4 separate regions of the Mus musculus genome follow, and regions 2, 3 and 4 are each linked to region 1. A link is a contact called in public ChIA-PET, HiChIP or PLAC-seq and promoter capture Hi-C data. All regions are on one chromosome and are shown on one strand. The core of a region is the stretch at or near the end of the contact, and the rest is flanking DNA. Distances in the headings are between cores, read along the strand shown. Region 1 holds the start of Zfp354a (zinc finger protein 354A). Region 2 holds the start of Zfp454 (zinc finger protein 454). Region 3 holds the start of Col23a1 (collagen, type XXIII, alpha 1). Region 4 holds the start of Platr20 (pluripotency associated transcript 20).

Region 1 (7,043 bases), core at 171-2,670:
CTTGAAGGGTCTATTTTGGCCCCACCCCTTCCTGTTAGCTGCTCTTTGCTTCCTGGCTGCCTTCAGCTCCACGGCTTTCATCTTCCTTGTCCTTCTGTGACATTCTGCTGCCTTGCTCTGAGCCGACAGTCAATGGAGTCAGTCAGGCGAGGACTTTAACCTGCCAACCACGGCCCCAAACTGGCCCTTTATTTTAGACCCTTAAGTTATTCTTCTCAAGTGAGTGTCACAGCCACAAAACTACAACTGCTACAATTCTGCCTCTCCTGAGTTGTTGCCTCAACCCCGTGCTTCATTCTTGTCTGCCCAGGCTGCCCTTGCTTTGCCCTACCCTTCTTTTGTTGTTTGTCTTTTCTTCTTTTTTGTTTTTTGTTTTGTTGTTTTTTTGTTTTGTTTTTGGTCTTATTACAGGTATCTTCTAGATCCCTATCTAATTATGTTCGTGGCTTGTTGTCTGGTTCTTGCCTTTTACAAAAAATAAAGTACTTCAGGATAATGACATTTGTTTTATTCAGTTTTTCAAATGGCTCATAATAGGGCTTGGTGCGTGACCGTTAGAACACAGACTGTACAGCGTACTCTGAAAAGTCAGACCACACACTCCTGTAGTCTCTCCCTCTTTGGACTGAGAGTTGATACAAGCAATGTGCTGTGACATTGACAAGGCTCACAGAGCTAAGTTATCTCTCTCTTCCTCTCTCAGCTGCCACCCTAGCTCCAACAGACACCCCAGACAACCTTGAGTTATAACTTAGCTTGCATCTACTGCCTTCCTACCTTTTCTTTTGACTCCTGGCACACAAGTTGGGCCATGTGTCAACACAAACTTCCCCAAACTTGTAAGAATACAGAATTCCTGTCCTTGGGAGCTGAAGGATATTTGATAAGCTTTGCCCGTCAGATCTCCATCGTGGCTGCCTTCAGCCTGATTCTAATAACTTCCCCCCTCCCCGCTGTTGTTATTTGTGGGAAAAGAAGAATTTTAAGGACATTTATTACTTGTGTGTATGAGTGAGTGTGTATGAGCATGGAATGCATCCGCTGCCCGGAGATGCCAGAAGGGGGTATTGGAACCCAGGCACTGCAGTTACAGGCCATTGTGAGCAACTGATATGGGTAGTGGGGATTGAACCTAGGTCCTCAACAAGAGCAGCAAGGACTCTTAAACCGCTGAGCACCTCTCCAGCCCTACTAATACCTTATAAAAAAAAAAAAAAAAAAAAAAAAAAAAAAGCTCTTCTAAAGGGTACTTCGTGCCAGCTTCCTTTCCACTAACCTGCAACATCTTTTATTATTTACCTAACAAGCAGGTGTTTGATTCCCGGTGTCCACTCTGACCTTCCAAGTAATCTGTGCATCAGACAAACCGAGGAACTTCAAATCCCAGAATCCCTGTGTCTCGAAGTGGACTACATTTCCCAGAGGGCTCCGCGGCCACCACCCTCTGGACCCCAAGATCTGACCCCCCCGTGAGCCTTCGCGGGTCTTAGGGCGTCTGTGGCGCGGCTCGAGGCTAGGGGCCAAGGTCCCCGTGCAGAGTCCTTACCCGCGGCGGCTCAGAGCATATGTGAGGCGCGGCGGGAGCCGGAGGAGGGAAGGTGAGTGAAGGCTCGATATGTTCGGACGTCAGACAGGGGCTGGGCTGGGTTTGGCTCGGCGGCCTCCTGCGCGTCCCCCTCCCCAGAACGCGCGCTCCCAGTGGCCTTGGCTCTGGACTGCAAGTGACCTGCTCCCCACCGCCCGGGCAGTGACCACGCAGGCTGTGTTTTCCGTGCAGCTCTCTTGTCCTGGGCTACTATTGGTCCCCTTTCTGGAGTTTTCCCCTGGTATTCTGGAAATCGATCTCTGACAGCAGCAGTGCAGTCGGGTGGGCAACGTGTTATAAGGAAGAACACCGTCCCTGCCCGTGGTCAATCTGAGGGGGCAAAACCGGAGGCGCCCCCACTGTGGCCGCATTCAGACTTCAATTTCCTTCCCAAAGGGGCTGGAAAGTGCCTGCTGAGATGTGGTGAACAGTCTAAGGGTGTTCACATGGGAGCTCAGTGAGTCCCCTCGGTTATGGAGTACAGTGTCGCCTGAATCTTGCTTCTGGACATCCACGGACAAGAAGACTGGTGACTTGTCGATTCTCTGATGCCCACCCCCAGCTCCTGGTTCCCTCTCTTGAGGCAGAAGAGCCAGGCTCAGATGATGGGACACTTTCGGAGATGCTGCTTCTGACAGGTGCCGAGCAACAGGTACTACTCCTTTCTTCTTTCCACCCTCAGATCCTCCCTCATCTTCACCCATCTTTGGAAGAAGAACCTTCAGAAAGAAGATGGCTCCTGAGCAATGGGAAGCGACATCTCAGGTAAGCACCTTGCCGGTTCATTTCGTAGCAGAAGGAGCGGATTTTGTTTGGTTTTCCTTCTGACAGTTATCCACGCAGTTCAGCCTTCACCGGGTTTCATCGCCCATGCCCTCCTTGGAGCAGTTGGTCCTCCCTCCGTGGGTGGTGGATTCTGTGGGGAGCACACCCCATGTTCACAGTTCCAGTCTTATGTATCTCTTGATAGACAGGCTATTGTTGCCTGGTGCCAGTCTGGTGTATGCCTACAAATTCCACAAGTAACTTGCCAGGTACCTGGGACAGAATACACATACGTACTTGAGAAAATTCCTTTTTTTTCTGGTCCTGCCTCCCGCACTTGTCTGTTTCATTCTCTGCCCTTACCAAAATTGGTTTTCTATTTTTTTCTTCTTTCTTCTTGACAATCCTTATGTTGTTCACCAAGCCTTCTCCAGTCTGTGGTGGTTGGTTGGTTGGTTGGTTGTTGTTGTTGTTTTTCCCACTTTATGGTTTTATCTTTTGCTTGTACAATTTCCATGAAAGTTTTTTTCTTATCGTGTATGTATGTATGATGTGGTGTGCATACATGTGTATATGCGTATTCTCATGTACTTGGTCACGTGTTTGGATGGCTGTATCTCTGTGTGAGGATATACATCTGCACATGTGTGTCAAAGCCTGAGGCTATAGGGTGGCTTCTCCCATGGAGTTGTCTGTCCCTCACAGGTGTCGTTGACATTTGAAGACGTGGCCGTGCTCTTTACCCGGGATGAGTGGAAGAAGCTGGTTCCCTCTCAGAGAAGCCTGTACCGTGAGGTGATGCTGGAGAACTACAGCAACCTGGCCTCGCTGGGTAAGAGAGTGCCCTGTGGGCAGAGACTCACAAGCGAGACCTCGTGCCTTCTCTTCCAAATGGAGATTTCATTGTGAAATCTTAGCAGAGTTTTGCCTTCAGGCCTTACAAATATGACCTTATAAGTAAGCATTGACACACACTTTGCACAGCAGGCCTGGAACTGCCCATGTGCAGTGGAGCGGGCGTGGCAGTGAGGGCACCGCTTCCCTTGGTATGAAGCAAAGGTTCATAGTCTGGGCATCTTCCCAACCAGCAGTCATTCCATGCTTGCTTGGTTCATCTCTCAGCAGAGAGCTTTGTTCCATCTCTGGAACCTCTTGCCCATCTCCTTTGCTATGTGTTTTTCTGCAAAGGGCCTTGTGAGGGAAACATTTGAGGCTTCTGGTTACTGAGCTCATCTTGTCTACAAGCAGGATTCCCGTTTACCAAACCAAAAGTGATCTCCCTGCTGCAGCAAGGAGAGGATCCCTGGAAGGTGGAGGAAGAAGGCCCTGGAGGCTTCTCTCTCGGTGAGTGTGTGCGCAGGCCTGGCAGTCTCTGCAGGCTCCAGTGTGGTGAATAAGGAGAGGGTGCAGCTTAGAGTGTGGGTTGGGAAATGTCTTCAGGTTCTCAGTCCACAAGAGATGGCCGGGGTGGAGGGGGTGGGAGGCTGGAGAGACAGCTCAGTGGTTAAGAGCACTGACTGCTCTTCCAGAGGTCCTGAGTTCAAATCCCAGCAACGACATGGTGGCTCCCAACCGTCTGTAATGAGATCTGACACCCTCTTCTGGTGTATCTGAAGGCAATGACAATGTCTTATCTGTAATGAGATCTGACACCCTCTTCTGGTGTATCTGAAGGCAATGACAATGTCTTATATATATAAAATAAATAAATCTTTAAAGAAGAAAGAGGTGGTCAGGGACTGGGATGGAGCTCAGTGGTAAGAACACCTGTCTAACACACAAAAAGCCCTGGGTTCAACTCCCAGCACGCGCGTGCGCGCACACACACACACACACACACACACACACACCAATGAAACAAAGTAAACAAACAACTCAATAAATTATCCGTAAATTAGATAAGAGCAGTGGAGGGAAACTGAAATCTGGGCTAGCTCTGTTATTCTCTTCTGATCATGTCCCGAATGAATTTCTTGGGGTCTTTTTTTTCTTGTTGGTTGTTTCTGAGGAGGGCTGCGTTTTCAGAGCTCATTTAAGAAGTATGGTATATTTAAGGGATGATAAAGAACTCACTCAGGTTGGAGTTCAAAATGTAAAGGAAAAGGAAACGGTGGGAAGGCTATGCATGTAGGGATCCTGTAACGAGGGCCTTGGTGCTGTTCCAAGAGCTGTGTCCTGGACATGGGAGCTGCTAGCATCTGCACTGCAAATGGCCACTGTACTTGTGGGTAGCTCTCAGAAAGCTGGTTCTAATCAGAAACAATTGAAAGGTCTCTTAGTTAACCAGCTGAAGAAACTATGGTATGTCCTTGTTCTGACAGCCACCATCTCAGAGAGTGTCAAGGAGTGAGGCAGGTTTCAGAGCACTGTCGAGATTAGATTGAAAGAAAATTGTGTGCACAGAGAGAAGGGTGAGGAGGCAACAATGTACCCTTTAAAAATGGGCCCGGAAAAAGAGTCTTTATTTGTATATAATGTTGTAAGTTGTTACAAAGAGCTGTTACATTCAGGAAGTGCTGTGAGGTGCACTATGGAGGATGGATTGAACTTGAGATGCAGCCAGACAACCTTAGGGCGCCACTGCAGGAATGAAGGAAAAGATAGCGGGGTCTAGATGAAGGCCCCTGCTTAGGGCTCTAGAGAGACCCCGTGTGATGATTTGGGGTGGTGGTGGTTTTCATTCAATGTATAAGTGAAGTGCTTGGATACGGATCTCTGGTGAGGGGTTCTATAAGGGTTGGAACTCACAAGTGAGATCAGAACCCTTGGACCCTTGAGCCGACCAGCTGGGGGTTAGGATCCTGGAAAACTGTTTTTACAAGATGGTTAAAAGAAAAGACCTTGTGAGCCAGACCTGAAGTAACCTAAAGGGAGGCTCAACAGAGGTGTTGCTATGGTGATAGAAACTAAGGGCTGATGAGTTGGGGAAGATCCCTCACTGGTGAACTCGCAAAGTTACTTTCCCCTTCAAAACTAAAATAACAAATACAGGGCTCAGTTCTTTAGTGCATTGGCTGATTTTGTAGAGAACCTGAGTTCAGGTTCCATCACCCACCTAACCATTCATAACTCCAGCTCTAGGGCTTCTGATGCCCTTCTTTGATCTCTGTGTGCCTCAGGGATGCATGTGGGACACCCTTTTTTATGCACCCTTACACATAAAAAATGTGAAACAGCCTTTGTTGTCCCTGGGTTTGTAAGTCTTAAACTGGAGGTGAGAGGCCATGGCTTGAAGGATGTCTTCCTTTGGGTCTCTTGCTTAAGAATTGGCGCAGAGCCTAAGCAGTGAGGCTGCGCTCTTCCTGCATAGCTACACTAAGAATCATGGGTGAAACCACTTGTGTATCGAACAGGCTTGGCGGGTGTCCAAATGCACAAATATTCCGAAATCCGGACATTTTTAAATTCCAGAAATGGTCTAGTAATCACATCTCCAGTGAGAAGTCCCCCCAGCCCCCTTTTCTTTTCCTTTTATCATTTTTAATGTCAGAAGCCACCAAGAGTCTGCTGAACCGTGTGGGGTTGTCAGCCATCTGCTGGCCTCTGGGGTTATAATCCGTTCAGAGGAAGGCAGCTTTTCCTGATTTTACACAGGTGCTACGATGGAGGTCAGCCACAGCCTTAAAACTAGCGACTTCCGTCCCATGGAGCCCAAGGCAGAGTCCTCACCATGGTGGTCTCCTGTTCTGCCTCAAGGACTTTGTACCTGACTTATCTACCTGCCTTCTCCTTTTCTTGATGGCCAAGAGCTCTTGTAGTTGCCTTCCTGGGTTTCCCAGGATTCTGCCCAGGGTTCCTTCCTCCATGTTCTTCACCTCAGCAGGCTCATTCTCCTTCCACACCATCCCCGCATAGCACATGGGCGCGTGATCTCTGTCTTCCTCTGCATCTGTATCTGGAGGCGGCTTGTTTCGTTTATTTCGATTTTCCAGTGCTGGCAGAGTAGGCTTCTGGTTATGCAGAAAATACAGGAATAACTTGCACCATATAAATAAAACGAAAAGCCCTCCTTAAATAGTGAAAGCCAAATGAGCCAGTGACTAATTCAACATAGAGTATTTCCACGAATGCCTTTACATGAGAGTCATTTGGCTTATTTGTGGTTTCTGTGTATCATAAGGGTGAGACTACCTGCGAACAATGTTTTTAACTTGGGTAGGGTCATGTGGGTAGTTTTGACACATTTATGGATGAAATGGTTGATAGTGGGAATTACTTTAGGCTTACTTTTGTGGAAGAGACGTAAGGGTTCATAGTGATATGAGACAGGTTTGGCATGGCCCTGCTCCCTCTGAGATACCAAGACTGATGCCTCTTTAGCCTGTGGTTGACCCTTGAAGATCCTGCCTTGAGTGTCAGATAACTCTAACCAGCACTCACAGCCCATCCTCACCTGCACTCTCACTGTCTAAGGAGAATTTTGGTGGTTCTCTGTGCGCATATTACCCACTATTAGTAATGATCACATGGATGGGTATGGAGGCTCATGCTTGCAGTCTTGGCACTCAGGAGTCTTAACGCAGAAGTGATGGTAGTTTAAGGCCAGCCTGTGCTACATAGTAAGTTCCAGTCCAACCTGGACTAGAGTGAGATCTTGTATTCAAAAAGAAGAAATCATGAGGCAATGTGATCATTACTTAGAACCTAAGTCCTAACCTTTTCACCAAGTAACTCAGCTGCACTTGGTTCTCAG
Region 2 (6,334 bases), core at 123-2,622, 170 kb before region 1:
CTTACTGGCTAACAGAAGTAGAAAGGTTTTCATTTTATACTAACCTAGAATCCTGCCCAGATGTGCCACTTTCATGCCTTACAGAAAGCTCTAAAGCTCACTAGGAGGAGATGTGTGGTGGGAGGGAGCAGCTGGGGTCTTTGGGGGTGGCTGGAAAGGAAGCTTCTGGTTAGAGCAATGAATGAAGTCAAGGACACAACTGGGGATACAGGGGGACAACACTGGACAGTGATGACTCACCTGGACCAGGGCCGGGAGCTGGCTGACAGCCATTCCTTTTCTCTGGTGAGCTGAGGAGCATTGAGTAGGAAGGAGGCAGGGGAGGAGCTTTACAATTGCTGGGGTTCTCTGGCTAGAAGCATCTGCACTCCTGTAATGAGAGGGCCGGGTCAAAGGTCACAGGGATGCGCCTCACCATTCACATCCTGGCTCACTTTGTTCTTTTGCTCCCAGTGCATACTCCCTCTGAAGGTAGCTGTCCTCACCCAATCTGTAAAGTGACTTCTCCCCATGCCAGCTCTCCTTCGCATCTTTCCTTTAGTCAGATCCTGCATGCCTTCCCGTTTGTGTGGCTTTGGCTTTCCCCTGCAGAAAGCTTGCCCGGCCCAGTCCTCAAACTCTACCCATTCTCTGTCCCTTCCCCTGCAGCTATGCTTTGGCGTCTTAAGACAGCCTTTCCTCCTGGGACAGCTCTATCCCAACTAGAGGGAAGGAGGAGGCAAAGAGGTGACTTTTTCCTGAAAGGGAAGGGGAGTTAAACCGGCCAGATCTCTCTCTCTCTCTCTCTCTCTCTCTCTCTCTCTCTCTCTCTCTCTCTCTCTGTGTGTGTGTGTGTGGGGGGGGGGCTGTTTCGTGTTTCGGATGGGACAGTGTAGGGAGCGGGTTTCCGGGAGAAGAAATCATTCACATAAGTCACCCTCCACAGTTTCGTCAAGTGCAGGGGCTGCAGTGAAGGTGTCCCTTTCTCAAGTTCCTCAGAGAGAACTTGGAGCCACGCCGGGAATATAACCAGCAGCTGTATGCAACTGTATTTGTGAGTTTGCAGCAAGATGAGCTAGAGGTCCTGACCAACCCTTCTCAACGTGCAATCAGGTTCGGATCCCTTAGCTCGACTACAAAACAGTTCTGCTGGTCCCTTCCATGTGTGGAATCAAATCTCAGTACATGCGCTTCAAAGTTAAGGACGTGGGATCCACGCCTTTCAAAACGGACCACAACCCACCCTTAGTCTACGTACCCTCTGTTCTCAACTCCCAGACCTGACCTTCAGTCTCTGGACACTGCAGATCACCGTGGGGCTTCCCTTAGAAGCTTGTCCACTGCAGAGCATAGCCTCGACAGAGTAGTCAGGACACAATGAGCTGGAGCCTGCTGCTTGACGCGGAGCCGCGCCTGCGCGTTTGTCCAGGAGCCGGGAAGCCTAATTCCCACAAATCTCTCTGCTGCAGCGCTTAGATTTTTGGACTCCTTTTCTCAGAGGGAGACCAGGAGCAAAAAGCGATAAAGCGCGCCTGCGCCTAGTCACTTTGTGGCCGAAACTACAATTCCCAGAAGGCTCTGCGGTGCACTAGCCTATCGCTGGGCAGACAAGTGGTCTAGTCTTGTGGAGACCAGCAGTGAAAAAAGGTCCAGGATGCTGTTATCAAGGTTACTAGACTCTAGGATCTGCAAGCAAAGCCAGAGAACATCCAGGAACGTCGTAATAGCGCCTAACGACAGAGAAAGGTCTTGAAAGACAGTCAGTACCAAGCTCTCAAAAATGCTACAGCCTCTGTTGGAGCTGGACTGGAGAGGCATGATAGACCTTGAGTGCAGTGAGGGTTTGGGTAGCAGGATTACCGGAGGGGGGTGCGGGGGGGGGGAAGGACGATGGCCCTGGAAGTCTCTGCAGAGTAAACAAGTGTCTCTGGGAGCACGGGATAGTATATAGAGAAGCTTGGATTTACTTCTGGTGACTGTATTTTGCTGGGGCCTGTGAGTATCGAGTAATGTACCAGAATCTTTCCCTGAAGATGTCTAGTTGCCTTTGGATATGTAGTAAGTATTCATGGAGGAACTTTCTTATTGGGAGAAAAGTGAAACAAATTCAATTAAAAAAATATGATTTGAGATTGACACTTCTGGGATTGCTGGCCACCCTTTAGGATACAATGTCAGTGGCTCTGTCCTGGGCTTTAAAGATGTCATTCTCTCACTTAGGGCACACACATATAGGTTAAGGCATAGAGCAGAGAGTGTTGAAACAGAGTGACTCCTGCACTGCAGTTTTTGTGTGACTAGGGAAGGTGGTCCATCAAACAGAAAATATTCATTAGGAGTGAATGAAAGGACAGGAATGCTGAGTTAGGGGTTTCAGAGTGAGAAGGGGCAGGGTGTTTGGGAGATTTTACTGTCCCAGGAAGAGCTCCCCACAAAGAATTTGGCTTAGGATATTTGATGCTTAGCAAGACCAGCATGTTCACCAGGAACAAGGAAAGAAAAAAGGGCTCAAGATGACATTGTGTGTGACTCTGAGGTTCTGACCCCATGGTAAAAATGTGGATTTATTTTGTGTGTGAAAGGAAAGCAATGGAAGTTCCAAGTGGACAGATGAACTTATCTGTGCAGACTATGGTCAGTTCTGGGCAGGACAGATTCAGGGTGAAAACTAGGGATGGTCGTAGGACAGTGACTTAGCATTTGTTGGCTTGCTTCCTAACAATCAAAACTCATCCAAAACAACAGCAAAATAAATTAAAAACCCAGACTATGGTGTAGTTGAGGGAGAGAAAGGACAGTAGACTTGGAGTTTTCTGCAACAGTCAGTGTGTGGCATACCCTCCCTCCAGTATACACCTCTTGTAAGGCTGGGATGATCGGTTTTGTGCATGGTGTAAGATTGTCTTTGTATTATTCAAATGGTGATTTCTGTACCAGCAGAGATATGAGTACAGCCCAGACATTGGAATTGTTAAGCCACACCTGTCTTAGTTGCTTTGTAAAAGCCTCTAACACCTTCTGATTGGTTTAATCAAGAGGTGAACAGCCTATGGCAAAGCAGGATATGATAGGTGGGACTTCCAGGCAGAGTTAGGAACTCTGGGAGGGAGTCTGAGGAGTGAGATTCCTCAATGAGACACAGAGGAGAGATTCTTCAGTCAGACTCGAGAGATGGAAAGTTCTCCATCCAGACAAGGAGGAAGACAGACATGTAAAACTGAGGCGAGGCAACCAGCTATGTGGCAGAGATTAGATTAATATAAACGGGTTAGTTTAAGTTATAAGAGCTAGTTGGGAACAATTCCCCCAAGGACTAAATCCTTCATAATTAATAACAAATCTCCATGGCATTGTTGGGAAGCTTATGGGTTACAGTTAATCCAATGGGTTATTTTCTATGACATTTGCTTTGAGAGCCTAGTGATCCTCCTAGGAGCTGTGGGTTCTGGATGGCATGCTAGTAAATTTAGACATCAGTTTTCAGATGTATCGACAATTAAATAGCATTTAGCACTAACTGTGTTAGGTATTTCCCTAAGCACTTTATTATCTAAAACAACCAAGAGCACCAAGTTTTACACCATTAAGAAAGGAGGAAACAGTCTCTAATTATGGAGCACCTTGAGCGAGACCCCAGTAAACAGGTGGGACCAGAAATCTCACCCCTGCTAATGAAGGAATATGAAGCATCCACACTGTGTGCCTAGACTAGCTAGGAGGAGACAAGTCTTCCAAAATCTTTGATGAAAGTAGTGAAACTTCTGTTTATCTGATTCATTCCTGCTGGGGCTAAGTGAAGTCATTAGGGAATTAATATCATATGGGTAGCCTTCCGTATGTATGTGTGTGGGTGTGGGTGCACTCACAGGCACCTGCTGTGTATATCACACAGAGAGACATGCACAGCCTCTAAACAGCACTGGCATGTAGCTCAATTGGTAGAGTGCTTGCATGAATATGTGATTTCGATACCTACTACAACTGCAACTCAGGAAGTAGAGACAGGCAACAGATTGAGTTTAACAGCAGCCTGGATGAGACTGTCTTAAAGATTAAAGCAACTGAAAACACACTGTAGTGACACCTTTCTCCTCAAATGGCTCGAGCTAGGATGCCCTTAGGAGCTTTCCTTACTGTTCCTAGCATTCACCAGGCCACACCCATTTTCCTCATGCACTTTCTGTCATTAGGATCCAGGCTAAGGAAGAAAGGGGTTGGGAGACACCAAAACTATTTTCCTGTCTGTTATCCCTATGAGCTCTGGATATGCAAATTAAAGTTTATATAGGACCAATCTGACTTCTTCAAGACTGGTTACTACTTAGTTCCTATCGCTGTGTTGCAGAGCCTATCAATAAGATCTTTGCATTAGGGTGAAACACCTTCCTTTAGCTTCATTTCCTGTTACTTTGGCTGCTCTCAAATAACTAACCCCCCAGAATTTCCTAGATGTACTGGTCTTTTGGGGGTGGGGGTTGCCATTTTTCATTGATCCTGTTGCTCAGCTATCAGTTGGCTCACTCCCTTGGGCACCCTGAAGTGGGGGCTACTTCTCAGGAGGGACCAGGTGTTCTCCATCCTATGTACTGTGAATAGAAATGTTTGTAGTTAAGTTATTGTTCTAGTCAAATATGGTGGGCAGAGATGAACTCATGCCAACTAGTGTAAATATAGGCAAGTGCCCTACCTCACCTATATCCAAAGGAGTCAACTTCCAGGGCTGTTGGTGTTCAGTGTTACCTTGGATGATCTCAAGAAAGAGCCACTGTAGGATGAATCTAGGCTTTTCAGAAGTAGCATGTGTTAGGGTCCAAGAATTGCGGAAGGAAGACCTCAGACTCAAATAATATGTCAGGGCAAATAAAGCGAAATAACCAGCATTAAGGGGTCAACCATGACTTGAGAGGCTCGCAGGCCCCTTTTATGCAGGAGCAGGGGAATTTCCCAGAAGGAGTAGGTAACCTCTGATATGATTGCTAGGGGCAAAGCAGTGACAGTAGGCACCATTTTGATTGGTTGCTATGTTAGTTTCTTTATATGTGGTGATACCTTGAAGAGTTTTGGAAACCAGCTCAGTTCTGGCCTTGTTATCTCCTCCAGCTAAGTGTCTCAGGACATCACTCAGCTCCAGATTTTTCCTCCCTAAGTCAGGGCGACACTTGAGTCAAGGCCATTGCCAGTGGCGACACTTGAGCAAAGACCATTGTCAGTGCTCATTGAGAAGCCCATCATGCCTTCTGGGGAACTGACATGTTTTTATTCCCAAGTTTTTGAACCTTTCAGGTTCTCTGATGGACTGAACTCCCCACTTTGCTGAGCCTCTTCATTGTTACACAGGGGTGCCTTTAGTAAGCCAATTTCCACATACCAAAACATCTCATCTAGGAGTTTTCTGAGGGAACCATTACATAAGCAATTCTCAGACATATAATACTTTCTGGTTTGCCAGGTATGTCTTGGGACTAGGTTATGCCAAGCTTTAGTGATTCGTTCAGGAAGAGCAACTCCATAAATTTCAGATAACAGTCATTATTTACAAAGGCTATTTCAAAGTCTACAATGGCTACTGGTCCTACCACTCCAGAATTCATGCCAGATACAGGTATGCTAAAATTCTGCTACACAGGCTGCCTTCCTTTTTTCCTTTCTTCAGGTAAAAGTATTTTTTATTTGCCAGAGTAATTGTTGCCTCAGAGGCTTGCTGCCTCCATCTGCTAATCTAGGCTGAGTCCTTGAGGCTTCTAGCCATCATTATAATCTTACCCAGGGCCTAGAGTTTTTTCAGCCTGGGACTTACTGCTAACTAAGCTCATCCTTTCTTGTTCTTTCTGATCACTAGCTGGCTGGTTCAACTTAGCTGTTCTGGCTCAAACTCTTCTCCAAGCTGACTGATTCAATCTGGCTTCTCTCTCAGCTTCTCCTGAATTGCTGTACTTGGCAATCTGTCCTAATCTATTGGATCCTTCTCATTTTCTAGCTTGTTCTGTCTTCACTGGTGTCTAGCTTGTTCTCCTCTGCAACTTTCTCTGTACATCTGGTAAATTGCCTTCTGTCTTTTTCCTCTCCCTGCATTGCCCCTTAAATAGCTTCTAAGCAGCATCCCTTTCCCCTGTCTTCCATGAGAGTTGGGCATATCTGATTCTGTCGAATCTTTCTCTGATTGATCTCTTTGCCTCTGAATTAGATATCACTTTTAAACATGGCTGCTTCCTTCTACAAACTAACGTTACCTTCATAGTTTGGGATTAAAGGTGTACTAAGGGGCTGAGCCACACCACGACCAGAAACAGTTCTTTTCAGTAAATAACACAATCTTGGCATTCACAGTGTGATCAAATATTCTGCAACAAGTTCA
Region 3 (6,186 bases), core at 682-3,181, 230 kb after region 1:
GTGAGCAGACTTCTTATAGTACCTGACTTTCCACAGGCTGCCCAGCAGGCTTCTCTCACTAGTTCAGCTAGGGATAAGGGCTTCCTACTACTGTGAGCCAGAGGGTGCTCGCCACCCCCAACCCCCTACCTCCTGCTGGTTTCCCTCCTTGCCACCATGAAGTCTGTCTACCATCAAGCTGGCTTCAATCACCTGTTCTGAGGATGCCGCCTTTCCTTCTAGGACCCCAATTGACAAGTAACTGAGTGTTTTCTTTCCTGCCTTTCCAACTGAGAACTGCAGATGGTAAACATATTTCTCATCTCGATTCACTTACCCAGTGTTTATTGAACGTCGGCTATAGGCCAGATAGTGTTCTGTAAGAAGACAGCGGTGCCTGAAACAAGAGGATACAGTTAAAAGGTAACTAGGACAGATGTCCCCATCTCCTGATTAATCATGAAGGGGACTGAGAACGAGGCCACCTCAGATTGGGCAGTCTGGGACAGGCTCTGGAAACCTTGACTTCAGGATTAGGCGCTTGCTCTTCACAGTCTGGGAGGAAGGCTAATCCACATAGGTATCTGACAAGAATAAAGACCCAGGGAGCAATCGCCCTGTTCAATACACAGACGCTTCTAGAATGAAACAGTACCCATTAACACTAACACTGGTAGGTAATGGGTAGTGAGAATGGGTGCTAACTTGTAATACGGTGTTGGCGTCTTTTCAGAGACTTCAGTAGACTGTCAGGTTTGCTTGGCAAGAGGTTTTCAGAATATTTGTTGGGCACAGGCACAGTTTTCACACAGGGCCAAGACTTTATAACCACTACCAGAAACTCCACTTTACCTGAGGCCACAGCCTCCAACCCCAGGAAGTTTTAGTTCAGAGGGTCTTGCCAGCTGGGTGATTTCCCTTTTAATTAGGGGAGTAGGAGTGTTGCTGGGTCTCAACAGGCTTTAAGAATACAGAATGGATAATGCAGCCACAGAAATTAAGAAGACAGCCACAGGAGAGTCAGAAGGGAAGGTGGAAAATTATCTAAAACCCACTCCATCACGTGTGCCCCTTACCAGGCTCCAAACTCAGGACTGACTCTTCTCGAAAGGGTGTCCCAGGAGTTAATGTGACAGTTACTTGAGACCAGTTTTGAGGTATAAATATGCCTTGTGGGGGCCCTGGCAGCTAAAACCTGGATTCCAACTTCAGCCTCTCTGGCCATCCCTGTAAGTGGATGGCTTTCTCTTTGGGCCCGATTGGTGTCCTAATGTAACTGTGGTTAAGACAAGTCAGTATGATGCATTCCAGATTTGGGTTTGGGCTAAGTCTGTCCCTGCAGAATTCAAGGTATACCAAGTTTTAGACACTTTTCCCATTTGTTTTTTGTCTGCTTCCTGAACTAACTGCTCCCTCTGGTTCAGGAAAGAAGTATGAGCTTTTTTGTCTAGTGTCCATGCCTGAGTTGCTATGGTGAACATTGACTATAAGAGGTGCCTAGTTTGCCTCCTTCCTTGTCTCTTATTCTCCTTATTTCTCTCTTTCCTTCCACATTCCTCTCACTAGTTTTCCTCTTTCCTTCCTTTGTTTCTCTTTCTCTTTGATTCTCGGTTACCAAGTCTTCCTGCGCACACCCGCAGGGGTCGCTTTTGGCCACCAAGCGGCGCTCAGCTACCGTCTAGAAAGAACCTCTAACTTTCCCACAGAGTTCCAAGTTTTGCTTTGCAAGTGTCAGAAAGGTCAATCTACAAGCTTGGGGAACACTCCCAAGGCTCGAACAGTGAGTGCCTCAACCTCAGGCGGCCTGCGACAGAGCCGAGCCCGGCCGCATAGGGTGCCTCGGGTGGCACCGGCGGGGTACAGAGGCTCGCGCTCCGGGACCCGCTAGGCGAGGGCCCGGACTGCGAGGAGCTGATGAGCGCCAGGCCCCCACCACCACCCCCGCCCTCCCCGTCCGGCCGCTCCTCCCCTGGGTGGGTCCCCGCGCCTTTTCTGGCGGGGTCTATTTGCATAGAAGGAACTGCCCGCAGTGGCCGCTGAGTCTGAGCGGGCGGCTAGGGGGGCGTGCGCGATCCGCGGCCACCCGGACGCGGAGCCCCGCAGCCGCCGACCTGGAGCCGCCCCGGGCCGCAGCGCCGACGCAGAGCCGGCGGGTCGCCATGGGCGCGGGCGAGCGCGCGGCGGGCGGAGGAGGCGCGCAGGACCCCGGAGCGGGCTGCGGGTCGCGGGCGCTGAGCGCGCTGTGCCTGCTGCTGTCGGTGGGCTCTGCGGCCGCCTGTCTCCTGTTGGGAGCCCAGGCGGCCGCCCTGCATGGCCGAGTGGCGGCGCTGGAGCAGGAGCGCGAGCTGTTGCGGCATGCGGGGCCGTCCGGAGCCCTGGCCGCCTGGGCCGAAACGCACCTGGAGCGCCTGTTACGGGAGGTGAGGGCGCGCGATCGCCGGCCGGGGGATGTCCCGCTTCACGAGGGGGTGTAGGGCTGCGGGGGCGGCGTTGATCGTCACCTTCAGGAGCAGGACTCACCTAGTGGATTGCACTGGGGTCGCTGGTGGGGAAGGGTCCTGCTGTCCAGCTTCTGTGCCGGGACTTGCTTCTGCAGGAAAAACAACTTAAAGGGCTGTTTAGGTAACACTAAGGGGCTATGGTAAAGAAAGACCTTGGGGTAACAACAGTCCTGAGTGCGGAGTCTCTACTGAAGTGTGTGCTCAGACCCACAGCCTCTGCCTGCTCTCCAGCGCTGGAGATACTAATGAGGCTCTTGCGTTCCCACGGCTAGTCTGCCTGAAACAGTCCGGACCACCTCAAGGCTCAGGCCAGCCCTTCCTCTGTGTCCGGGAAGGTTAGGTTGGGAGCGGCTCTGGCCTAGATGTGCTGTGTTCCTTAGCTGGCCCACTAAAACTGTGCATCGAAGACTAGGACACAGCTGAGCTAGCTGCCTCTGTGCGCGTTTGGCTGGGTGGTGATCTCTACAGGCCACCCCCAAAGCGTCTTAGGTTTGTTTTCCGAGGGTTAAGACTCCTGTTTTGAGCCTGCCCTGGTGGCATCTGTAATTCCAGAATTTAGGAGGCTGAATTGTGTGAATCTCTCTACAAGTTGGGGGCTGGCTTAAACTATATAGTTGAGATGCAGGTCCAGCCTGGGCTTCAGAACGAAAATAAATAAATAAATAAATAAATAAATAAATAAATAAATAAATGCCAACCATTGGGCATATTGATGAGCGCCTTTAATCCCAGCACTTTGGAGGCAGAGGCATGAGGATCTCTGAGTTTGAGGTCATCCTGTCCAGGACAGCCAGAGGAAGACCCTGTCTCAAGAAATCAAAACAAACAACAAAAACAAAAGAAGATGGCCATTGTATGCCTGGACTTCTGATCTTCTGTCTACTGATACTCCATCTGACAATACCTGGCCAGAACCTCTACCCTCGGTACAGCAAGCCTCTTGCCTGTAGAACTGTGGCATACACCCGCACACTACAGTTTCTCTCAGCTCTGCCTCCCTTATAGGAATGGTTCACCTCCTCCTAGAGGAGGTGGTTGCCCCAGATCTAAAGGCGGGGGTGGGGGTGGGGAGTCAATCCTAAGGACAGTAGAAAATGAACCTTGCTTGTGGGAGAGGAAGCAGGGGGCAGGTGTACTATCTACCACCTGTTCCCTAAGCTGTGCCCTGCTATGGTCTTTGCTACTTTACTGAGCTGTGCAATGCTAGGGGCACAGCTCAGGGAGAAGGCTGACTTAGATTATGCAAGTCCTTGGGTTAGACTCCTGACATCAGATATTGAGCTGTGTACCCAAGGTGGAGTGGATTTGGGATTTCAAAGGGAATGGAAGAAGTCTAGACCTAACTTTCCTGTTTCCCACAGCTCCTAAGTCACTTTAAGATAAAGCCAACATTACCTCTCCTCCTTGGTTCCGGGCAAAATCGCTGCTTTCTGAATGATTTCCTCTCCCTTCTTTAAAGTGCCCGCAGAAGGGAGAACTCTGCCCCAAGCCCTGCCAGCAACTTATGACTTTATAAATTGCCACCCACTATCCTTTGTCAGCTCCCTAAAGGTCAGCAGCTGAACTGTGAATACCCCAACCCACTGCCACTTCTATTGGGAAGAATAAACCACAAGCCATGACCAGAAAACCAAAAATCCCTGAAAGACCTTTGAGGAGCTCACAGGCTATGTGCTTACTAATAGAGATAGATCTCTGAGGAAGCAGCCATACCCCTCCCCAACCCCCAGGATTGCTAATAGCTTGATTGATAGATAGGTAGATAGATAGATAGATAGATAGATAGATAGATAGATAGATAGATAGATAGATAGATAGGCCTGGGGCCTTGCACCCTGCTACTGAACTAGACCTCTAGCGCAGGTCTTGGTTTTCTATAGTCTAATGGTCTCTTCCCCTTCCTCCTGTTCTTCCCCCTCTTCCTCCTTCACTTCCTCTCTCCTCTTTCCACATCTTCCTCCTTCCTCTTCCTCTTCTTCCTCTTCATTCTTTTTCTTCTCCCCCTTCTCCTGTTTATCCCTTTCTTGCTTGCTTTCACCCTTCTTTTTCTTGAAATAATTATTTTTGAGGTACAGTCTTGCTCTACATAGTGTCGGCTGACTTGTCTGGGACTCACTATGTAGCCCAGGCTGGCCTCAAATTTGCAGAACTCCCCATGTCTCTGTCTCCAGAGTGCTGAGAGTATAAGTATGCATCACCGTGCCCGACATCATCCTTTTTCCCCCTTCACTGAGGCAGTCTTTCTTGTTACGTAGCCTAGCTAGCCTTGAACTCGCTGCTGTCTTCCTACTCTTGACTTTAAAGGCAAAAGGAGAAAAGAAAAGTCAGATCCTGACACCTACTGCATCTATGCATTGAGAATCTGCTCTGCCCTTCATCACATTGTGTTGGGGCTGTGCATCCATGTCAGAGACACTTTGTGCTTGGAGAATAGATTGTAGGATCAGAGGAGTGTAGACTGTGGGCTGGGAGTGTAGACTGTGGACTGCATGTGTAGACTGTGGGCTGGGAGTGTAGACTGTGGAGTGGGAGTGTAGACTGTGGGATGGGGGTGTAGACTGTGGACTGCATGTGTAGACTGTGGGCTGGGAGTATAGACTGTGGGATGGGAGTGTAGACTGTGGGATGGGAGTATAGACTGTGGAGTGGGAGTGTAGACTGTGTGATGGGGGTGTAGACTGTGGGATGGGAGTGTAGACTGTGAACTGCATGGGTAGACTGTGGGCTGAGAGTATAGACTGTGGGCTGGAAGTATAGACTGTGTGATGGGAGTGTAGACTGTGGGATGGGAGTATAGACTGACTCCTCTCCCTTCCTGAGTCAGAGATGACCCAGTACCAACACTTCAAGGTTGTTTGCCTGCCTGCTGAGAGGGGGGGTGTCTATATCCCTAGTGACAGGGCCACACTCTCCCTGGATGCCATTTGGTTCCTGCTGCTTGTTCAGTGTTTCTGGATGAGAAGTGCACACACTGATCAAGACAAGAGATGTGTGAGAGGCACTTTATGAGGAGCCCCCAGCCGGCTTGACCGAGGTGTGTATAGTTCTCTAACCCTTAGTAAGGGGGGGATAAATCCTTACCAAACTGAACATCTCTTTAGAAAAGGATCCCTTCACTCGGCGTGTTTCCCAGCTTGCTTTGTTCCCTGGGAAGCCCCTTTTAAAGTCACCACTGGAATAGCTGTGCATATACCAGTGTCCACCGCTTGCTCTTTATCCAATAAAGTCGCATGCAGAGGATCCGAGGCAGAAACCATGTCCAAATTTTTAAAAAAGAAGTTCTTGCCAACCACACACAAGTTCAACGTCAGGGGAAAAAAAAAAGAGTCAACAAAAGCCACTGTTTATAGGGGACCCTCTGTCCTTGTTCCCTTGGGAACAGAACCATGACATCAGTTTTTCTGGGGGCTGGCTGATGTGCCTGATAACATAGATACAGAAGAAATATTCATGTTCTCTCCTGATTATCGAAGGACCCCTTCTAGCAGTACATATGGGAAAGAAGTGACTTTCAGAATATCAAAACAAGATTTCTAAGCAAGAGCCATTAAAGGCAGTATCTTTAGTAGGATCTAAAAATATTCATGTGAAACCAAACATCTCCTATTCTGCTTTGAAAGGTGCCTTAAGTAACTGCCCAATTAATCATCCGCTCTGCAATTACACCTCCAGCTACAGTGTTGCAGAAGCTGAGAATTCAGAATGC
Region 4 (6,602 bases), core at 3,447-5,946, 160 kb after region 1:
TTCCATGAAGTTCCCAGAGCCGAAGAGCCCACAGTAGTCAGGGAATAAAGGGCAGTAATGAGAGTCAAAGGTGCAGCTCTTGGTCTACACAGCTGCAGAGCAAATAGCAAGGCACTGAATGCCGCTGGATGCACGTATACTGAGGCGGGTGGAGTTCCCATCCAGTCCACGAGTGCTTGACTGTTATGTGCAAAATCCAGTCCACGAGTGCTTGACTGTTATGTGCAAAATCCACGTCAGAAAATAGCTGTGAAACTCTCAACCTGAACTGTTAGCTAAATAACTGGTACACAGATGGAAGGAATGAGGAAGGGAGGGAAAGGAGGAAGGGAGTCAGACAAGGAGGGAAAAGGGGAAAGAAGGGAAAGGGACTGACAGGGAGAGCGGGGGAGGGAAGCAAGACTGGGTTAACGCTACCATTTTTTCTGCCTTCTAAAATAAGGAAGCCAAATAGACAAAAAGCTGCAGGATTCTTTTTTCAGTTCCAAATTTCTGAAATTATGGTATGTTTTGACTCCCCATTACTACTTTTTAGACATGCTTCGGGTCTCTCTCTCTCTCTCTCTCTCTCCCTCTCTCTCTCTCTCTCTCTCTCTCTCTCACACACACACACACACACACATACACACACCACTCCATCACATGCCTTTTGGTATCATTTTCATAACATTTTCAAATATATCTTCGTTAACACATGCATACCTTCAGTTCCTTTTATCTGCTGTATAATATTCCAATATGTAAACGTTACCATGACTACCTCAGTTACTTACCAACTGACTGACACTTTCCATTTCAGCTACAGTTATTCAGAAAATAAGGAAGACACTTTTACTTTTATTTTTTTAACTATGTGCATATAATTGTGTGGGGGTAGGTGTATATAAGTGTAGGGCCCACAAAGACCAAAAGATTCCTTGGAGCTGAAGTTGTCAATGGTTGTGAGCCACTTGACATGGATACTGGGAGATGAACTCAGGTCCTCTGCAAGAACTGCATTTCATGATTTTAATTCACTGGTAACTAATGAACTAGAACACACTTTCATCAGAATCATATACATACTTATGCAGATATATGATTTTATTTACTTCTGTGTATGTGTAAGAGAAAGGGGTGTTACTATATGGCCTATGTTGGTGGTACATGTATGTACCACCATACCTAGTTCATGGTTTGATTTTTAAAAATCCATATATCTTTCCAATTCCAGAAACTGTTAATTCCATTTTCTTTCTTTGCTTTCACTGAGGAATCCATTCCTGCTACAGATTTTCTTGCTCCATAGGCCTTTCTCAAAACTCGAAAGCCGCCATAATCTCATACCCAAGCTCTCTGTATGTATGACAGGGCCATGTGGATGATGCCACATTCTGCTGCCATCTCAAGCAATAGTCGGGCCCCTTGGACCACGGCTGCAGCACCCTCTGCGTGCCTGGGGAAAGCAAAGTAAAACCAAGCAGCCAACTAAACAAACAACACATTCTCCGTGAAGCCCACGTCCAGCAGGACACCTCCCCAGCTCTCCTTTCCAGTGTGACATCCTGGAGCCTTGGATGGATGACATCTTGCCACTTCCTGGATGCCCTGAGGGCCCTTTGCTATTGTCCCAGTGCGCTGTGTCTGTTTCATGTCACTGACCCTTAACAGGTCCTGTCACTTCGCCTGCATCGCACTTTTGCTCACATCTTGCTCACTCAGCACCTTTAACTGTGCATGATCCTGTTTCCTGGCCAAAATGTAGCTCTCTCAACTCCCATTCTGCCTGTTCGTTTACAATTCTCAATGTCAACCTGGTTAAAAGTAGTCTGCGGTAACCATGCTACAGCCTGAAGGCTACGTTGCCTTCGAAGTTCATCCAGCAGCTTCATGGCTTTTGAACTGGAAACCTCCATCAAAGTTTCAGGACACGTGCAGAATATACACAAGCCCTTTGTCATAATGCAACATGGCTTCTCTTCCCAGTTTATATAGAGTCTCCGTTCTCATGTGACGTCTCATTAGCACAGTGCTTACTGTCTAGATGACTACTGGAATTACAGTATTCTGCATCCTCACCAGAATGTCCCATTAAGACATTAATGATGGGGGACAAGGGGGTGACTCAGTGGTTAAGAGAACCAACTACTCTTCCAAAGGACCTGGGCTTAATATTCCAGCACCCACATAGTGGTTCACAACCATCTGTAACTCCAGCTCCAGGGGTCCTGACACCCTCATACAAATATACAGACAGGCAAAACAGCAATGCACAGAAAAAAAGTAATAAATATTAAATACATAAATAAATAAATTATATATAAAGAAAGACATTGATGACATTCTCAGGCTTCTCTAACATGAACCTTCAAACTCTTCCACATTCCTGCCACAAACCTAGAACCAATTTTCATCAAACTCCATGTGTCTTATCACCAGTTCAGTGTGCTAGTTACCTTAATGTGGCAATAAGCACAGTCCTGATATAGTGTAGGGGAAGAAAAGTTTATCTGTGTGTCTTAGTTAGGGTTTTATTGCTGTGAAGAGATACCATGACTGTGGCAATTCTTATAAAGGAAAATATTTAATTTGAGCTGGATTACAGTTCAGAGGTTTAATCCATAATCATTATGATGGGAAGGAAGCATGGTTGTACACAAGTAGACATGGTGCTGGAGAGGAGGCTGAGAGTTCTACATCTGGTTTCCCAGGCACAGGAAGAGAGAGACTGGGCCTGACTTGAGCATCTGAAACCCCAAAGCCCATGCCTGAGTGACACACTTGCTCTAAGGCCAGACCTACTCCAACAGGGCCACACCTCCCAATACTACCAACCCCTATGAGCCTATGGGGGCCATTTTCATTCAAACCACCACATGGGCTTAAGAGCCCATGTCCCTCTTCTGTCTATTAGCATGTTCTTTAAAGCATAGGTAGATCCTTTCATAACTGACTGACCTATAGCAATGTAAGATACACCTGTGACATGCTCTGTGTGATAATGTCTACAATATGGCTGTATTCTAATAGCTACATAGACAGTAGCATCATCAGCTTCAGTCTGTAAAGGCATTTCCAAGATGGCCACCATCTCTAATAAATGTGCACTCTCAGAATCATTTCTCTCAGAATTTAAGGCAAAAGCATATGGAAATCCTGAGTGTGCATCAATTGTATGATGCATTAACATATGTATATACTGTAATTCTTCAAACTCTACAAACTGAAACATATAATCTATAGTATGGCATCATTAAACAGATCTATATTCTTAACTCGGCATAAGTCTCTTTATCTAGAAATTTAATAGGCTGCCATTAAATTTGACTAGCTAGCTGAATGTCTGGAACAGGGCTAGAGTTACAAGGTGGCTCTAGGCTTTGGTCTGGCTACCTCTGAAGATCATTTATTTCGAATCGGAATTTCCCAATCTCTTTCCTATTACCTCCATTCCAGCCTTTAATTTTTCAGTCTTTCCTTCTCTAAGTCTGCTTTATTTTCATCTCTCTTAAACAGGATATCTAAAATTGCCATCATTACTGAAAGTGTAATTATTTGTATGCTGATGATCGTATCAAAATTATATGGAATCCAGATGCCCTGTGTTGTTGTGTTTTCCATTTCTTAACACAGAATTTTTTTCTTTTTCAATCTCTAACTCTCTCCTTCCCAAAGAGATTTTATTTTATTAATTTTTAAATTATTTTTTTCTTTTCTTTCTTTAGCACTGAAGCATAATTCCAAATATTTTTTTTACCTGTTCAAGGGCTTCTGTCTGGGCTTAGATAGGTATCTTCCGCGTGTTGTCTCTGTTGAGCTGTTCGGCGGCTTGCACCTCCCACTGAGGGTAACCCTGTTCCAGACATTCAGCTCCCAGTCAAGCCCGCTGTTGGCCCCGCCCCAGCCCTTAAGCCCACAAGGAATAGTTGGACCCCCTGTTCAGCTCAGTCTAACAGTTTACTGGAAGAGCCGAGGCTTCTGGGCTTTGGAGTGCAGGGACCTGATCTGTTCGCTTTGCCAGTAGCTCACAGAGTGTGTAGGATGGGGTGCCTGCCTGTCCTGGGCCCACATGTGTAAGCCCCCGGGGCTGCTTGCTCAGACCTCTGTTAGCACCAAGACTCTCACTGGAGTAGTGTGGGCTGACTTCAGCCTTTCCACTGTTGAAGCTATGAGCAGAGACGAAGCCTGCCACGCAACATAGTCAGATTGTGCGTGTGGCTGTGCCTTGGGGATGGGGTGGGTGGTGGCTGTGGTGTGCTAAGTGTGGCTAAGTATGTGCATGCACCCCGAGTGGCCTGGCTCCCAGGTGTCTGTCTAAAGCTGCTCTGACCTTCTCTGCCCCGAGGCTCTGATAGTGGATCTGGTTTTTCTGCTCAGTGAGGGCTTCTTAAAGAAGCACTCGGCCTCTGGCGGTCTCCTGCTTCTTCCCTGCTCTTTGGCTAGGAAGCCGCCTTCACCCAGGACTTTCCCCAGGCTCTAAGCTTGGATTTTCTTCCGCACATTGAGCACCAAACGCAACTGTGGGTCTTTCTCTATGTCCACCTCAGTTCCCAAATAATGGCATAAAGGCTCATATTTACTTACAATACTTTTGGTCTTAGCTTAGGCTTGCTCCTAACTAGCTCGTAACTCCATTAGCCCATTTATACTAAGTTCTGCCTAGTTACCTCCTCGGTTACATACGTCCAACTTTCTCCGCATCACAGTAGCAAATCTCCCGCCCGTCTCTCTTTCCCAGAGTTCCCCTCTCTGTCCGGAAGTCCCACCTTACTATTCTTAGTCTGCCTTTTGCTATAGGCCATAGGCTTTTTATTTTAACCAATCGGAAGGTGCCTTAGGCAGGCAAGGAAGGACAGAGACACATCTTCACACAGTGTACAAAACAACACTCCAACAAGACAGGGTGGTGCATGCCTTTAATCCGGGCACTCCTGTGACAGAGGTAGGTGAATCTCTGTGAGTTGCCCGCCAACTTGGTCTACATAGCGAGATCTAGGACAGCCAGGATTATGAGGTGAGACCCTGTCTCATCCCATATCTTAAATAAGCCAGCCCCGCCACAAAACCTCTGACCTACAATGTGTCCTGCTTGCAAGATGTGCTGGGGTAATGGCGGTACTGAATTTGTGAGAGTAGAAAGCAATGTCTGATTTAACTTGAGGCTTACCTACTCCGTGAGCGGGCGGGCGCCCTTGCCTGACACTTCTTGGAAGGCCAGAAAATGGAAACTGAATAGTCCAGAGATCTAGAGTAGAACCAAACACGACTAGTCTTTTTTTAAAAAATGATTCCTAATGATATTTTACTGTGATTAGAGATTAGTGACTTGTCCCGTTGTCATCAGAGAGGCTTCCTCCAGCAGTACATGGGAGCAAATGCAGAGATCCACAGTTAAGACTTTATGTGGAGAGAGTCTAAACTGGAGTCCGCCGGAGCTCCGGAAATTCCATGTAAGAGGTGGCGGAAAGACCTTGGGAGTCAGAGGGGCTAAAGGACACCAGGAGAATATGACCCACCAAATCAACTAAGCAGGACACATATGGTTTACAGAAACTAAAGCAAGCACCGGACCTACAGAAATCTGTATCCGGTCCTCTGCATATATGTTGTGGCGGTTAGCTTGTTGTTCTTGTGGAACTCCTAACTGTGGGAGTGGGTGTGTCTTTGACACTTTGGACTGCACTTAGGACAATTTATTTTTCCCCTCTTAGGTTGCCTTGTCTAGACTCGGTTGAGGGCTTTTTCTTTGTCCTATGGTATTTTCTTTTTGTGTGTACAATTGGTTGTGGTCTCTTGGAAGCCTGCTCTTTTAAGAAGGGATGTTGAGGGGGAGTGGATCCAGAGGGGAGGGGAGTGGGGTAGATGGTAGGCATGGTGGGAAGAGAAATGTTGGTGGGATATAGTGTATGAGAGAAGAATCTATTTTTAATGAAAAGAAGAAGAACCCAACTCGCGGGATTAGTTCCGTCCAGATCCTCATTCTCTTTATAATCCTGCTACTTAATGCCTTCGGCCCTTGGCTTCCCTCTCTCCCTTCCTCCTGCTCTTCCCTCTCCTCCACTGCTCTCCTGAGTTCCCCCTCTCTCCGGGCTCCACTCTCTGGTTCTCATCTCCTCTCTGTTTTTCTCCTAGCCAGATCTAGTCTGCTGAACATGCTCGATCTGCTCTATTCTCTCTGCTCTGGGCTCTCACAGGTGCCCCTGGCTGTTTTCTCTCTCTCATATTTACAACAAGAAAAATCCCTGGTTGAGCATACCATGAGCAGTCATGTCTTCAGTTTATCCAGAAACCATGAGCACAGTTAACAGAAATTCTCTGATCACAGAAGAGAGAGTGGAGATGAGATTGAATGGCTCTCCTGGCACTAAAGGTTGCCGTTCTAGAAATGGAGCCTCCACAACAGAAGACTAGCAGAGAGATGAAAAGTCAGCCCCCTAACCACCTTTCTAGGTGACCATCTCACCCTACGCAGGTCCCCTCCCTTTCAATAGTTATGGTTTCCTTGGAAGATCAAGAACAAGGCATAAAGAATGGAGTCCTATCCACTCATTTAGTATTGCATTTTATTCTGATGTGAGGCAGACATGGGCACCACAGGACAAGGGGTATCCACAGTTCTTCAG

Evidence for each region. Promoter capture Hi-C pulls out the DNA fragments that hold promoters and counts their contacts. ChIA-PET counts read pairs in DNA pulled down with a chosen protein or histone mark. HiChIP or PLAC-seq counts read pairs in DNA pulled down with a chosen protein or histone mark.
Region 2: a contact with region 1 is called in a promoter capture Hi-C map of liver, with 2.9 times the contacts expected there. The contact joins the promoter of Zfp454 here to the promoter of Zfp354a in region 1. A contact is called at or near these places in 3 of 39 promoter capture datasets (hippocampal neurons, liver and stem cell-derived epiblast-like cells), 5 of 484 Hi-C or Micro-C datasets (CD4 T cells, cerebral cortex, embryonic stem cells and 2 more), 3 of 115 datasets of contacts at active chromatin or transcription factors (embryonic stem cells, neural progenitor cells and stem cell-derived neural progenitor cells) and 2 of 9 other capture datasets (adipose tissue and pancreatic islet).
Region 3: a contact with region 1 is called in an H3K4me3 HiChIP or PLAC-seq map of embryonic stem cells, with 3 times the contacts expected there. The contact joins the promoter of Col23a1 here to the promoter of Zfp354a in region 1. A contact is called at or near these places in 2 of 39 promoter capture datasets (hippocampal neurons and stem cell-derived epiblast-like cells), 3 of 484 Hi-C or Micro-C datasets (cumulus cells, uterus and ventricular fibroblasts), 5 of 115 datasets of contacts at active chromatin or transcription factors (astrocytes, craniofacial prominence, embryonic stem cells and 1 more) and 2 of 9 other capture datasets (adipose tissue and pancreatic islet).
Region 4: a Ronin ChIA-PET map of embryonic stem cells shows a contact between it and region 1, with 8 read pairs. The contact joins the promoter of Platr20 here to the promoter of Zfp354a in region 1. A contact is called at or near these places in 2 of 39 promoter capture datasets (the SN4741 cell line and hippocampal neurons), 3 of 484 Hi-C or Micro-C datasets (all in embryonic stem cells), 4 of 115 datasets of contacts at active chromatin or transcription factors (embryonic limb bud, embryonic stem cells and stem cell-derived neural progenitor cells) and 4 of 9 other capture datasets (adipose tissue, embryonic stem cells, liver and 1 more).

What each region holds. Positions count from the first base shown.
Region 1 is chr11:51,057,805-51,064,847 of GRCm38.p6, forward strand. Zfp354a (zinc finger protein 354A) reads left to right here and starts at 1,421. Exons shown (of 5, transcript NM_009329.4): 1 at 1,421-1,598; 2 at 2,268-2,350; 3 at 3,056-3,182; 4 at 3,599-3,694. The coding sequence starts at 2,318.
Region 2 is chr11:50,886,129-50,892,462 of GRCm38.p6, forward strand. Zfp454 (zinc finger protein 454) reads right to left here and starts at 1,373. Exons shown (of 6, transcript NM_172794.3): 1 at 1,238-1,373; 2 at 241-370. The coding sequence starts at 273.
Region 3 is chr11:51,287,989-51,294,174 of GRCm38.p6, forward strand. It overlaps Col23a1 (collagen, type XXIII, alpha 1), which reads left to right and starts at 1,932. Exons shown (of 29, transcript NM_153393.2): 1 at 1,932-2,399. The coding sequence starts at 2,139.
Region 4 is chr11:51,215,722-51,222,323 of GRCm38.p6, forward strand. Platr20 (pluripotency associated transcript 20) reads right to left here and starts at 4,697. Exons shown (of 5, transcript NR_110444.1): 1 at 4,647-4,697; 2 at 3,737-3,832. Gm12569 (predicted gene 12569) reads left to right here and starts at 4,850. Exons shown (of 6, transcript NM_001378502.1): 1 at 4,850-4,921.